Regions from separate parts of the Mus musculus genome. Here regions 2 and 3 are each linked to region 1. Evidence: chromatin contacts called from public HiChIP or PLAC-seq and Micro-C data. All regions are on one chromosome and are shown on one strand. The core of a region is the stretch at or near the end of the contact, and the rest is flanking DNA. Distances in the headings are between cores, read along the strand shown. Region 1 overlaps Gm32275 (a long non-coding RNA gene). Region 2 holds the start of Stk11ip (serine/threonine kinase 11 interacting protein). Region 3 overlaps Obsl1 (obscurin-like 1).

Region 1 (2,869 bases), core at 220-2,719:
AAAAAAAAAAGTAGGTTGCAAAAAATGCAGTCCAGTGCCCTCTTCTGGCTTCCATGGGTGTCTGCACACATGTGGCTCATACTCACCCAGATACAGGTACACATAAATAAAAATAAATATTAAAAAAAGATTAAAGACTGTGCAGCTTAGCTCAGTACAGTGGAGTGCATCTGTTGTCCCAGCTGCTTGGGAGGTCTGAGAGTTGAGGCCCAAGTGACAGCCAGATCCTGTTTTAAACAAAGATTGTGTGGTGGTTTTCCTATATGTTGACCCTCAGCTCTGGGGCTTTGGGTGTAAATTTTTCTTGTATAAGTGAACGTTCAGATTTTGTATCTACTTTTGTATTTTTGTGCTTATATCCTCCCACCCCAAGGTGGCTTCTCTGTGTCGCCCTGGCTTTCCTGGAACTTTCTTTGTAGACCAAGGCTGTGTTCATATTCTTTTTCTTTTCTTTTCTTTTCTTTTTTTTTTTTTTTTTTTTTTTTTGGTTTTTCAAGACAGGGTTTCTCTGTATAGCCCTGGCTGTCCTGGAACTCACTTTGTAGACCAGGCTGGCCTCAAACTCAGAAATCCGCCTGCCTCTGCCTCCCGAGTGCTGGGATTAAAGGCGTGCGCCACCACTTTTTCTTAAGGAGCTCATTGAAATTGGGTGAGCTCTGGCCTCACAGAATGTAGATCTCTTCTTGCATGTCTGTCCCCTCCTTACATCTGTCAGTAGGTCAGGGCATGTGTTTTCTCTTCATTTTTGAGATGATGGACACTCAGAGAAGTTACATTGCTTGCCCATAGTTTTGCCTATGGCTGGAGAAAACTCAACTAGAAACCAATCTTTTCAGTTCTGAGTTCAGACATTTAGTCACACCCGTGGCAAGCACCTTATTCCAGAATTTCCCACTGTCTTAGGTGTCGAGGGTTGGGTTCTAGGTTGTAGGGACCTAATGAGAGGCCTGGTAAAGCCACAGGGAACACTTTGTGTTTTCTGTCCTGTGCAGCCTTTCTTTGTCCTCCTTTCTCCTTCAGCAATGGAAGGCATCTGGTGGGAGCTGAGAGCATGAATTTTCCCTCTGTCAGGGTGAGCAATTCTTGAACAGACTCAGAATGGACCGGTGAGCGGTGAGCCGGCTGTGCGTGAATATGCATAGGAACATGTCTTTGTTACTTTTTAAGCCAAGTGTATTTTGGGCCCGTTTCCCTGGAGACATAGGGCGGAAGAAGAGGCCTTGCAGAGAGAGATGCCGTTTGCGACACTTGCTTTCCAGCCCCCTCCAGTCAGTCCCGGGCTCCACCTGCACTGAGTTTTCCAAGGTCACTAACTTTCCTTTGTTGCAGAGTCCAACTTTTTAAGCCCTAATCTTTCCAGGCTTTCTCCAGCTGTCAGCGTTCTTTTCAAATGTAAATCTGATCTACCTTCTCTAAAACCCTTCTGTGGCTCCTACGGCTCTGCAGGGAGACTGAGACAATTGGTTGCAGACTCCCAGTGTCTTCCCAGTGCCCACTGGGAGCTTTCTTTTCTCTGATGAACCTGTGAACCGTGCTCTTCCCTGACGGGGGCTTTTGCACGCATTCCTTCAGTCACTATTTAATTTTACTTACCATTTGTGAGACTTTTGTTTGGTGTTGGAGTTAACAACAGCCAATAGAGCAGTCAAGGGCTGGTGAGAATCCAGGGAAGGACGTTTGCAACCAAGTCTGATGATTGAAGCAGGATGGAAGGGATGAACTGACTCCCAGGCACAGATGTAAACAAACAAACAAACAAACAAATAAATAAATAAAAGAAAAAACAGGCAAGAGCTTTATCGTTATGGACCTTTCTATCAAAAGTGTTTGATTTTTTAGAATGTTCTTCCTTTTATTTCTGTAAACATCTCTCTCTCTCTCTCTCTCTCTCTCTCTAGGTTAGAGGACTTGGTCTGGTTTCTCCTTTCACCATGTGGGTTCAGGGATCACCATCAAGCTTGGCAGGAAGGCTTTTACCAGCTGAACCGTGCTGAGGCCCCATGTCCTTTGATTTTGTTTTGTTTTGTTGTGTTGAGACAAGGTTTCTCTGTGTAGCACGTTGTAGCTCTGTAAACCAGGCTGGCCTCAAACTCAGATTTGCCTTCCTCTGTTTCCCAGTGTTAGGATTAAAGTCATGTACCACCAAGCCAAGCTGGTTTGTTTGTTTGTTTGTTTTTTGTTTTAATTACAAGTTTTGTTTAGTTTAATTACAAGTTATTTACTGATGTTTAAATAATAATAACTTTATTGGCATAACTCCCATACTCTGTAACTTACATATAAGTATACAGTTCCGTTTAGAACATTTGGTTGTGCAGCCATCACATTTGAGACTGTTGATTCCACCAGAAACTTTGTATTCATTTATAGTGTTCTACTGCTGTGAAGAGACCATGGCAACTGTCCTTCTAGAGAGCATTTAATTGGCGCTTGCTTACAGTTTCAGAGGTTTAGTCCATTCTCCCCATTGGTTAAGATCAGTGTGTTGCTCCTGCACAGAACCCTAATATGGTGCCCAGCATGCATGTGGCTGCTCAAAACTCTGTAATTCCAGGCACCTCAGGACACTGATCCACATGTGGGTTTCTCATACACATAAAGTGAAAACCAATCTTAAAAAGAGAAAGTCCTGACCTGGATGGTGAACATTTAACATGACCCATGTCCAGTTGTCTGGAAGAATTTGAGGAGTTGGCCCTATTTCTTCTTTTAAATGTCAGAGCCACCAGAGCTTAGGGTGTCCCTGATGGGAAGGTTGTAGCTACACATTCAGTTTCTTTAACAGTTGAACTCTGGTTTCTGTGGCTGAGAGAGTGTTGGTGATTTTTAGACTCTGTTGGGGCAATGCATCTTTTATTTCTAAGATCAG
Region 2 (2,869 bases), core at 253-2,752, 700 kb after region 1:
AAAGGTTTCAAGGCACCACATCAGGATATCAAAAGAATGAGTTTTTGTTTTTTGTTTCTTTTTCTGCCTATGAGAATTTGGCTTGATACAGTTGACTTGATTGTTATGGCTCCTCCCCCATGGCCAGCTTCAGGTGATCGATAAACAAGGACTGACAGTTGCTATGTAATGGATTATCAATTGCACAAAATGTCCCAGATCCATGAGACGGTATATAGGAAGTTTGTTCAGGCTAGAGAAGCCTTCCACCACCTCTAAAACTGACTGACTCCAACTCTACTCTTTAGATTTTTCATTAAAAGCAAACACTTGCATGTATGAATGTTTTGCCTGAATGCCTCTACACCATGCATGTGCTGTGCCCATGGAGATGAGAAGAGATTGTACAACCACCTGGAACTGGAGTTACAGATGGCTGTGGGCCGCCATGTGGGTACTGGGACTTGAACCCATGTCCTCTGGAAGCCTAGCCAGTGCTCTAATTCACTGAGCCATCTCTTCAGTCCTACACTTCATGTTTAACTTTCTTGTGTTAGAAAGGATTGTTTCATAAAAGACATTCCCCTCCCAAGCCTAGCTAGTCACTCCATCCTAAGAAATGTTTTCATAATGTAGACCAGAAGTTGATGTCAACTGCCAGACCAAGAGCCAGGGTAAAAACTACAGTGGTGCTGGGTGGTGGTGGCGGCGCACGCCTTTAATCCCAGCACTTGGGAGGCAGAGGCAGCCTGGTTTACAGAGTTTCAGGGCAGCCAGGGCTACACAGAGAAACCCTATCTTGAAAAAAAAAAAAAAAGCTACAGTGCCAATTTGGAAGTAGAAAACTCAACAGTCTTGCTTTTGTTAATTATTGATATATTTTATTTTCAAATTTAGGAAAACCACTTTTAGTTAGGTGTACTGAGCTGTAAATACAGTTAAAAACAAAACAAAACAAATACAGGTTCAGGTCATTACCAGTGACTAATTTTTGTTTTTGAGATAGGATCCCACTATGCAGCCCTGGCTAGCCTGGAACTCACTATTTAGAGCTGGCTGGTCTTGAACTCACTGAGACCCTCCTGCCTCTGCTTCCAGAGCTCTGAAATCAGAGACCAGGGACCAATTTGAGAGTGTGCTAAACCCTAAGGAAAAATAAGTCTAGAGACTGAGGACTATGACAGCAAAGGGGGTTTGAGAGTGGCATCCCTGCCAGCCTTAGCCCTTCTGGCTGATATAAAAGAACTTCGCAAGGACAGGACAGCTATGTAACTGGAAGATCAGTATTTGTTTTGGATGAGTTCTTTTCCTTCTAATACAAGATCCCATTTCTCCAAGCTCTGCTTCCCCGCCCAGTCTGCAAACAAGAGTCAGGTTTCTCTCTCTGCCGAAGGGGCCACCCAGAGCCGAGCTAGACCTGGGGCCCCGTTAGGGGCTTAATCCCGGCTAGTTCCGTCCTACTGACACATCGGCTCGCCCAGGGCGTGGCTTCCGGTAGCGAAGGCATGCTTTCCGGTAGGTCCTTTGCCTTCCGGGGCGGGACTTCCTGCCCTAAAAGAGCCCGGCTGCCAAAGTGATTGGAGTGCGAATTACGCGGGCCCATGGGCTCCCGAGGCCCAATGCTTTTTGGAAAAGGGGTCAGAGAGATCGTTCTTTTTAGCTGATGCTTACTTTTTACATTGCGCGACGCCTCCATTTGCACGAAAGCTCTGGGCTTTTGTTGCCCACCTGAGGCTCTTCCGCTTCCCCTTTCCCCAGGCTCCGCCCCCAGCGTCCCGTGGCTATGACGACCGCTCCGCGGGATTCAGTAGTGTGGAAGCTGGCGGGACTTTTGCGGGAGTCGGGTGAGTGGACTTCTGGCTTATTTGGTTGGGAGTTCTAGGTGTGTTCGATACTGTCCAGAAACGCCGGGAATCACCGAGTCATTGCCGGCGGGGTCACGAGGTGCCGGCGTCTTCTGGGTGTGTTCCTTGTGACGCGTTGTTTACAGTCATGCCTTTGACAGTCTAAACTCTATCCATCTCTCATAGCACTTAACTCTCCAGAGGAAAGGGATCATTAATAGATTAAACACTTGCAGACAAGAACATAATCACTTGTACCGAAAGCCAAGTATAAGCACCTTAGACACCAGAGATTTGGAGACCCACATAGGTTAGTCCCAACCCTCTATCAGACTTGGATAAGTTTTTAGACCCTCAGTATTCTTCTCAGATAGGTTAGCATAGGGATTGTATTGAACGCAAAAGATAGCGGGATTTTAGTTAGCTTATTTAGTGCAGTGCATGCATGCATAATAAGTGTTCAAAAGATAGTGTTACTATAGTTGCTGCCCCAGTGCCTGGGCATGGCAAAGATCACTGTGTTGTTTGGTTTTTGTTTTTTTTTTTGTTTTGTTTTGTTTTTTTGTTTTGTTTTTTTTTTTTTTTTGAGACAGGGTTTCTCTGTGTAGTCCTGGCTGTCCTGGAACTCACTTTGTAGACCAGGCTGGCCTCGAACTCAGAAATCCGCCTGCCTCTGCCTCCCAAGTGCTGGGATTAAAGGCATGTGCCACCACGCCTGGCACTATGTTGTTTGTTATGTGGTTGCCATCATCAGCTAAATGATCACAATCATGATTCTTTGAGAGCTGGGGATATAGTTCAGTAGCAGAGCATATGTTTAGCATGTACAAAACTTTGACTTATAATCCCTAGCATCCTCCCCACACACACAGAAAGGAGAGATTCTTCTTTGAGCCCCGGCTTTCCTATCTGTAAGGTGGGGTTAATGGATGTCTTTAGGAGATAAGGATGAGATCTAGATGAAGCAGCTGTCATTTGGAATGTGTGACCTCGATGGCATTAGTGCTCCATATCTATATACTCCCACCATGGCATCCTTGGAGTCT
Region 3 (2,869 bases), core at 93-2,592, 670 kb after region 1:
CCGCACAGGGGGCTCTGCAGAGCAGGGCAAGCACAACTGTCACTAACTAGCAATGCCTGGCAGCACGTGAGCCCCGCTGCCCATGTGCTAATAACAGTCCTGAGTTCCGAGTAGCACAGTAATAAGTAACAATAGGTCCCTGACCTGTCCTTCAAATCCCCAAGACTAGACACTTACAGAATCCAGTATCTTCTGGACTTTAAAAGGATGCATTTCTCATTTGGTAGCTAGCTACCCTTCAGGTCCTGCCTCTGCCCCTTAAAATGATTCCCATTAACATTTTGCTGTCTAATATATATTTACCCTTGGCAAGATATACTAGAAGACACAGTCAAATCTAACAAAGATGCAGATATAGACTAGCCCTACCAGATAATTAAAGAATAATTAAGAATGTATCAGTTAGGGGCTGGAGATGATGGCTCAGCAGTTAAGAGCACTGACTGCTCTTCTGGAAGTCCTGAGTTCAAATCCCAGCAAACACACGGTGGCTCACAACCATCCGTAATGAGATCTGATGCCCTCTTCTGGTGTGTCTGAAGTCAGCTACAGTGTACTTAGATATAATAATAAATAAATCTTTTTTAAAAAGAGAATGCATCAGTTAAATTCAGTTTTAATGTAATAAATTTGACTGTCAAACCTCTGATCTCACTACATAGCCCTGGCTGGTCTCAAACTTACTATGCAGACCAGGACGGCCTAGAAATCACAGAGAATCACCTGCCTCTGTCTCCTGAGTGCCGGGATTAAAGGTATACACCATCATACCAGACAACTGCTAAACTTTTAGCATTTGGTTTTGAGGGTTTGGGGGCTTTACAAATTGTGCAGGAGTGGGATCAGGATCTGTAAACAACGAACACCTCCTAACTCTCCAGTTACTGTGCCGAACACTTTGAGCCTTTAGCCTCACGCTGATGTCTGGAGGAGAGCACTGTGCTGTCTCCGGTTTCCAGATGAAAGAATTGAGGCATGCAATGATTAAGCAATGAATTGCCCTTAAGGTCCCAGACAGCTATTAGCTCCTGGGCAGAAGGAAGAAGCATTCTGTTCTAAAAGGCTCTCCTGCTGCAGGCACTGGGGCGAATCCAGGCCACCCACGTGCAGCAACTAGGGAATACTTCTTGTATACCAGAGTTAATACCTGTCTAAAAGTATCCCAGGGATGCTACACTGTTTCAGTGAGCTCAACCTCAAGCACAGGCCATTCTTCCACAGAAAAGGAGCTAAGTCAATATTAGTAGACCGTCAGCAAGCCCAAGCTTGCCCGTAATACCACGCGCTGTCTTGTTCTCCAACGAATTAAGTTTCCAGAAGACTAGAGTACACCTGGCCCCCTTGTGGCCTGGCTAGGGAACTGTGGGCTTCCCTGTCTAGGATTTTTCAGTTCTCCACCAGACCCAGCCACAGGACACAGGGCATTCTTTTCTCAAAATGTATGATCTAGTCATGATAAGGCCAGGAGATTACAGAAGGCAGCTTCTTCTATATGGGATGGCGGTGGAAGATGTTGGGGCAGTGAGCTGGGCCGTTTGGTGTGGGACTTGATCCACTCTGGCCTGGAGGTGAGGTGGCATTTGTGTGAACTTTACTGTGAGGCGTAGGGTGCTTTGTGGTTGTGGCTGTTGTGTCTGGCCAGGGCTGGGACTGAGAGAATGAAGGTCTCTAGCTGTAAAATAGATTGTGTCCACAGCCTTGTTGCAGTTGTGGGCTCCATCTGGGGTATAGTGAGTGGAATTCCCTAAGCAGCTCTGCCTGGGCATGGCTCCTGGGGCAAGTCAGGGAAGAAGGCAACAGGACCGTGAAGATAGGGTAGTTGTCCTTGTGCTGCCACTGGGGTTCTTCTGTGATGTCCAGAACTGACTAAATGCCCCTACGACCATGCACCCTGGGAATGGTGCCGTGGGCTGTAGTCCTGAGGTGGCCGGCACAAATCACCACCATATTTCTAGCTGTCCTTGACTCCCCGGTACCCGGACTATTCTCAGCCCACCCCTTAACTCAGCCTAACTCCATTACAAGTAGGTAAACATCCTCATTACCCTGACCAGGTTAGCAGCCACGAGCCCAGGGTTTCCTATGCTGTCCTTGACAGCCTATGCCCTGACATGTGTCTGGCTTTCTTACTAGGCTGTGTTCTTTGAGGAGGAAATACATGTGTGTTCATATGCTGTCGAATGCATGGAGCCCAGCCCATACTACAGTGACCCTGTGAGACCTCCGCCCAGGCCCTCCCTGCCTGGCTGTTCTGTGGAGCCCTGGACCCTAATTGAACTTATTTACCATGAGGTTTCTTGGAATGTTTATTGGTGCGTTTATTGGTTTAACACAGGGGTTGCAAATGTGAGGGCCAGATAGGTTAAGTTAATGGCTCAGGGAGTCTGGGGAGAGGCAGGAGAAATGGCAGGGAGGGTGGGACAGAGAAATGGGGGCCCCATACTATGGGGCAGCTGCTACTCAGTGCCAGCCGTTCGTCGCCATGGGGGGAAATGAGACCAGAACCGCCGGGTCTTCGGCTTTTTCAAGAGGACGTAAAACTCCGGGTTGTTATTTGGACTGTCCTGACTTTGGTATGACTCTGCAGGCCAAACAAAACACATCTGTGGGCTGCATAGAGTCAGAGTCCAAGGGGGTCTCCCCATTTGTGACCCCTGGATAGCAACTGCCTTCCCAGCTAGTCTGGCAGCTAACTGACCACCAGCCAGGCACCCAGCCTGGATGGCATTCAGTCAGTGAGCTGGTGGACCACAGCTAGACCTGGCCTTGTTGACACCAGAGAAGGGCTTGCTGTTTCTGATTGGGATTCCAGGCTCTTTCCAGCAGGGACCCTGGTGCATGCACCCTCAACCCACACTCTCCCTCCCAG

Evidence for each region. A called contact is a pair of places that touch in the nucleus more often than the background predicts. HiChIP or PLAC-seq counts read pairs in DNA pulled down with a chosen protein or histone mark.
Region 2: a Micro-C map of embryonic stem cells shows a contact between it and region 1, with 2.9 times the contacts expected there. The contact joins the promoter of Stk11ip here to the enhancer-like site in region 1. A contact is called at or near these places in 1 of 39 promoter capture datasets (pre-B cells), 4 of 484 Hi-C or Micro-C datasets (CD4 T cells, CD8 T cells, effector CD8 T cells and 1 more), 3 of 115 datasets of contacts at active chromatin or transcription factors (CD4 single positive thymocytes, bone marrow-derived macrophages and large pre-B cells) and 1 of 9 other capture datasets (adipose tissue).
Region 3: an H3K27ac HiChIP or PLAC-seq map of embryonic stem cells shows a contact between it and region 1, with 2.3 times the contacts expected there. The contact joins two enhancer-like sites. A contact is called at or near these places in 2 of 115 datasets of contacts at active chromatin or transcription factors (bone marrow-derived macrophages and embryonic stem cells) and 1 of 9 other capture datasets (liver).

Annotation. Positions count from the first base shown.
Region 1 is chr1:74,823,767-74,826,635 of GRCm38.p6, forward strand. Gm32275 (a long non-coding RNA gene) reads right to left here. Exons shown (of 3, transcript XR_373533.3): 2 at 1,594-1,720. Among named protein-coding and RNA genes, the nearest start is that of n-TGgcc3, 8.4 kb to the left of the region's middle. Within about 2 kb of position 1,470, at least 46 of the 459 cell types and tissues checked have an H3K27ac peak or open chromatin away from gene starts, as enhancers often do. A contact at or near this core is called in embryonic stem cells, where this site is marked.
Region 2 is chr1:75,520,027-75,522,895 of GRCm38.p6, forward strand. Stk11ip (serine/threonine kinase 11 interacting protein) reads left to right here and starts at 1,503. Exons shown (of 25, transcript NM_027886.3): 1 at 1,503-1,616; 2 at 1,738-1,823. The coding sequence starts at 1,763.
Region 3 is chr1:75,494,044-75,496,912 of GRCm38.p6, forward strand. Obsl1 (obscurin-like 1) reads right to left here. Exons shown (of 20, transcript NM_178884.5): 9 at 1-14. Among named protein-coding and RNA genes, the nearest start is that of Obsl1, 11 kb to the right of the region's middle. Within about 2 kb of position 1,343, at least 23 of the 459 cell types and tissues checked have an H3K27ac peak or open chromatin away from gene starts, as enhancers often do. A contact at or near this core is called in embryonic stem cells, where this site is marked.